Linked DNA regions of Danio rerio: region 1 is linked to region 2. A link is a contact called in public HiCAR-type data. All regions are on one chromosome and are shown on one strand. Each heading gives the region's core, a stretch centred on a gene start, on an enhancer-like site or on the middle of the called end of the contact. The rest is flanking DNA. Distances are from core to core; before and after follow the strand shown.

Evidence for each region. HiCAR-type assays count read pairs that join an accessible place to other places.
Region 1: a contact with region 2 is called in a HiCAR-type map of caudal fin, with 6 times the contacts expected there. The contact joins two enhancer-like sites. A contact is called at or near these places in 1 of 18 Hi-C or Micro-C datasets (embryo) and 1 of 4 datasets of contacts at active chromatin or transcription factors (caudal fin).

Annotation. Positions count from the first base shown.
Region 1 is chr24:15,616,474-15,619,568 of GRCz12tu, reverse strand. No RefSeq gene overlaps it. Among named protein-coding and RNA genes, the nearest start is that of xkr9, 59 kb to the left of the region's middle. Within about 2 kb of position 1,413, at least 4 of the 62 cell types and tissues checked have an H3K27ac peak or open chromatin away from gene starts, as enhancers often do.
Region 2 is chr24:15,229,702-15,232,421 of GRCz12tu, reverse strand. It overlaps a transcript of eya1 not described here. Among named protein-coding and RNA genes, the nearest start is that of msc, 49 kb to the right of the region's middle. Within about 2 kb of position 1,366, at least 11 of the 62 cell types and tissues checked have an H3K27ac peak or open chromatin away from gene starts, as enhancers often do.

The sequences.
Region 1 (3,095 bases), core at 164-2,663, 390 kb before region 2:
CTCATCCAGAAGATGTCAGTGAATCTTCATGAAACTGATCCTAAACCTAAGGCTAGGAGTCCTCTTTGTTTTTTTAAGGACAGTGCAATGCGACCCGGCTTCATTATCATAATAACTTCTCTTCAGTAATTAGACCTACTGCTTTGTTGACGTTAGAAGTTCTTTAGAATCTATTTTATCAATCAATAAATCATAAACATGTCAATGAAAAACTAAATCACAGAACATTATTTAAATCATTAAAAAAATGATAATAATATCATTAAATATTCGCTCGCTTACACAAACAAGTGCGGGGTTGTATTAACCCAGCGGTGGGTTATTATGGAGGTTTGGTTAGTAGGCCTACTTAGAAAAAAATTAATAATAATAATAATTTTTCAACCCAACTGTTGGGTTTGTATTTGTGTTTACATTAGAGTCTGCAGTTCCAAAGATATTGAAAAAGAAAAAGTTTGATTTTAAAATTAATTAATTCCTTTTCCTTGGGCTTAGTCCTTTTATTCAACAGCGGTTGCCACAGCAGAATGAACCACCAACTTATCCAGCATATGTTTTACACAGCGGATGCTCTTCCAGTCGCAATTCAGTCCTAGACAATGATTTTAAAATCACTGGCAAATTTAATGGTGTTTAAACAAATAGTTTTTAACAGTAATCTGTCGGTTCTTAAAAATATATTAAATATCTCAATTATTGGACTATAGATAACATGTAAATACGTGTTTCTTTCTTTCGGTTTCTTTAAAAAATGTGCAATACAACAGGAAAATATAATTTCGTTTAAGAATGCATTTATGCGAATAATTTAATAATTTAACAATTAATTAAATAGTAATAGCTTACATATATTTGCAATAATCGCTCCCGTTTACAGTACATATCTCGCTACATGATTACTTTTTTATTTAAATACATATACACATATGGTGTTGTCTAAAACATTTTTGAATGCGTCAATAGGCCTACCGCAGAAAATAAAATTTTTCATCTTACAATAACTTTGCACATCCGTGACTGTGGGCACACCAGCTAAACACATGCACTGTCACTGTACACAAAAATGTAAAAAAAAAAAATAAAATAAAAATACGAAAATGCTTGTTTGAATATAAGATCAGATTCTAGAATTTTTTTTTCATAGAATGTATTCTGCTTTGATGTAGCCTAGATTTTACTTGTATTTATTTGCTGAGTTATATTAGAACTACTGGTCACATTCATTCTAAATGAGTGCATTGCAATTAGGCTACTGATCTTTAAATCACATGTCCATGTCCTACACATGTCGCCTATAATAAACGCTGCTTCGTCGTGTGTCTCTTTTCCCTGTTGGAGCAGAAATATAGGGGTTATATGACAGGGAAGTGGTTCGTACGGGGTTATATGACAGGGAAGTGGTTTTTTGTGGTCTGGAGGCCGCGCGGCTCGTCATGTCACCGCCACACACTGTGCGCGCGCCGCATGTGCCACAACTTCACTGTGAGAGCGGCGCGAGCACTACTGCGTCTGTAAAGAGAAGATTGAATTTCTATAAACATGATGGCGCTTAGTTTAAATTTCCCTCGTAAAACAATGTACATTTCTCAGAAATAAAGCGTTTAATGAAAACACAAATGTCCGACACTTCAATCCAAAATAAATAGGTTTGGATGAAACAATGTGTATTAAAACATAATATCATGGTTATTATTATTATTATTATTATTAATATTATTATTAATAAATTATCTGTACATTTTTAGCTTCTTTGTTTTAGCCTTTAGTAGCTAATTGCTTAGTGCTATAAGATAATACATTAGTTGCTTTTCCACACTGTAAAAAAATATATGATAAATTATTTATGACGGTATGTTTTAATTAGTGCTTATTAAACTAAGTTAATTATATTCTAACTTAATTTTATAGGTTACACAAGGTGTTTTAGACCAGTTTAACAAAATGTAAGTTCAATGGACTCATAAGGTTATTTGATTCAACTTAAAAATTTAAGGCAACCATGATTTTTTTTTTTTTTTACAGTGCATGTGCCAATTTCACTTGTTCGGGTTTTACTGTAACTGTAAGTGTACGCTGTATATATTGTAATGCTTGCGTAGCGTCAAATACCCTGTTAATACAGACTAGGTTTAATATTTCCCTCCTTAGGAAGGCGGCAAAGTATTATTTATTTATTTATTTAAAATATTTTTTTTGTGAATTTATAAATGACCAAACAAGTATACTAAACCATGTTATTTATTATTTTGCAAGCTTTTTCTTTAGCCACAATAATTAGAAGATTGACAAACGTCAGTATAGACTAACTGCTTCAGTGTAAGTAGGCTGCTCTTATAAAATATAATAATAATAATAATAATAATAATAATAATAATAATAATAAACAATAGTGATATCAAGCTGTATTGAAGAAAAACGCGCTCATTCCTTCAGATCATTACTTTAAATAAATAAAAACACAAATTCCTGCACATTTTTAAAAACATTTAACCTTATTTATAATTCCGACTAAATATACAGGTATTTAACATCCTACTAATGTTTCATCAGTGAATTCTCGTTTAACTGAGTTGCAGGAGAAGATCTCACCTGCTGCTCGACCCGGATGAGACGGACCATTGCTCATATGCTCATATTTAATGATTTTCACAGAACTCTTGGAGCATGACAGCCGGCCGAACCAAAAAAAAAAAAAAAAAAAAAATCTACCCTCACTTCCACCACAAACCAAATCAATCAAAAAGGGATATTAAAGACTATGCGTCCTGGTCCTAGTGTTTGTATAAGCTTGATTTTCACAACTGGAAATTGATAGCCATCTGCTCAGGCAGGCTGGAGGGATATCGAGTGCTAGCAGGTAACTGACAGCTATTAAAACCTCAGTCTGCTTCGTGACTAAACCAGTCACACTCATTAAAAGAAGAACCGGACAGGGAAGAGGAACTTCAGTCAGCAAAAACTCGCCGATAGAAGGAGCGGCGGCGTGATGAAGATTGACAGGTGTCAGTCAGTCACGAGGACGCGTCTCACTCTGAAGGTTTAGGTTAGCTTTGCCTCATTTGTGCCTCTTTAAAAATCCCTATCATCAAAAGGTA
Region 2 (2,720 bases), core at 117-2,616:
ATGTCAAAATGCTAATATAAACAGCCACAGATATATTTCAGCAGTTGTGTGAAGCAAAAAACGTGCTGATTTGTTGATTTGTGACAGGTAATGCTTGAATTATAAACACCATGTGCACTATGTTGCCCAAGATGCACCAATTACGTCAATTTTTCTTGTGCTTGAAATGTTAAAATGGCCCTTCTATGAATTGTCAGCCACTGAAATGGCCCCCGCCAATTTTTGTTTGAAACCCCTGCCTTAAAGGGACTTTGTTTTAGAACAGTTTTAAGTACTAATCTTTTCATCATTTATTTTAGATTACATTCAATAATAAAACTGCTACTTTCAAATAAATACAGCCTCAGTGAAAAGCTTCTATTTAACACTTGCCAAAACTTTTAATTAACAAAGTAAATATAATAACGAATGTTTAAAGTATATAACATGGGGAACTGTATTATTTAATAGGAAAATATCATTTGCTTAAGTTTTTTTTTTTTTTTTTTTGGAATTGAGAACACATTAGCAAGCACAGCTGAGTGCAGTAATTAAGCCCACATCGGACATGTGGAAAAGGCATTGAGATGGAGAGTCCTTGAGGAGCACATATGAACACTTCATATGGATCTATAGGGAGACACAAGTCGTACAGATACCAGCCATTCTGAGATAATGCTAACAGTTTGTCACCTTGTTAAGTGAGAAAAAAAAAGCTGTCATGAACTATGGGAGAGTTTAGTGTCTTTTTGTTTGCCATTGGAGGACCAAAGGGCAGTGAATGGAGCAGCAATTTCTACAATCTGGGGAACTGGTGAATTGTGGGGTATTAAATAGAGGGTGAGGTTTGTCTAAACCCCTCTAGATTGTTAACATAAATCTGCAGTTAATGTTTTGAGGTATTTTGGGTTTTGGGCCATGTTCATGGGAATTAATTTTTCCTCAAAAAAAGGGTAGTTTGAAAGTGAAGCCTGAACAAATAATACTATATGTACTAGTGATCAGAAATATACTGGATAGGAATCAGTTTATAATGCATATAAAATGCAATTCAATAATATAATAAAATTTATTTGGATTTTAATATTTTTTCAGATAAATAACTTAATTTTTGGATGAAATATTTTTTTTATTAATTTTGTCTACTGAAATAGCTAATGAAGTAAATAAGGTCTCATCCCCAAAATAATCTCTCTTTGTCTCGTCATGCATGGCCTTGCTGGTCATTTCTTTATTAACTATCAGTCGGTCGAGGTTGTGAATCAGCCTTGGACCTTTTTGTTTGTCTCTTTCTGCACCAGTTGCTGGGCAAACAGTCAGTCATCTCTGCTCACTCATCCCCTGACTCGAGCTTTGATCTGAAGACCCCTGAGGGCCCCCAAGGTCCCACACCAGAGTGGAGGTCAGAGGCCTCTGTCCATCCTGCACTTTCCACAGAAACTACACAGGGCAAACAACACCCCAGCTACTGTTAAAACACATCACTTTGACACAAACCTACACACAAACCAGTTGGAAATTTGTTCGTGTTCATTGAAACAGAAAACATGACTTTGTGTTTCTTTACACTGACTGTATTTTATTTCATTAGAATTTACATAAGTTTTAGCAAAAGATTAAGGAACAGTTATAATGTTTTCATCCAAAAACTGGACATTTTTTATGCTTTTTGCACTATGATATGTAACAAACATCAATATTTGCTTTTAATGCACTTTATTTTAAAACTGTTTTAATAACAGTTTGTGTTTGGTGCATAGAATCACAAGGTCTTTATAAATTGAACTGAACAATAATTGAACAACTCCCAATAAATAAATGAATCATGTTGTTATGGCTACAGCTGGAGACTTTATTGTTGATTGGTTAAATTGCAGGAGGGAAATCGAAAAGTAATTTTATATTTAAAGTAATTTACCTGACTTTCTACCAAAGTCAACTCTTCAGCCTGCTCCATATAACAAGTTTTACTGCCATGTTGCCCTTTAATTTTTAGCCCACAAATGTTTAAAAAATAATAATAATAAAACAATAATAATAATAATAATGATAACAAATAATAATAATAATAATAATGTTGTGTAAAATAAATAATCTTACATACCATCAGTTTTGAGGGTATCTATTTCATGCAATAGCCAGAAATGTGCTAAGAATAAGGGGCTCGTCTGGGATTGACTTCTGTAGAAACAGCAAGTGAACATTTTGAAATAGCATGACAAAAACAATATTTTCTAGTAAAAGATTCTAACCCCCCAGCCTCCTCCAAAAAAGGAAAGAAATGTTTTTTTTTTTGTTTGTTTTAAGATGCTTACATTAAAGTGTTTAAAAAAAAAGTTTTACCATGTTAATGAGTTGTAATAGTGATAGTTAACTGCTTAGCATTCTATTATATAAGCTTTGAATTGCTTACATTTTACTCCATTATCACAATATGTGTTAAAAAGCAATTAAAGTAGTTGGTATTGGTTTGTTTCTGTAGTGTTGGAGTTTTGTTAAAATCTAAGTAGCGAGTGAACATAGTTAGCTTTCGTCCCACACGACTAATTTTTCCCTGTCCAGGTGTCCTGATGATAAAGATGAACGTCTTTAGTTGACAGTTGACACCAATGATTCATGGCCAACTTAAAGTAGGTGACAAATATCTAAGTTACTACATCAGTGGTGAATTACAGGCTAATTTAATCTACATATGGCAATATTTGTGTCGCCGCTTGGGTAGAACCCTAATTTTGCGGTTA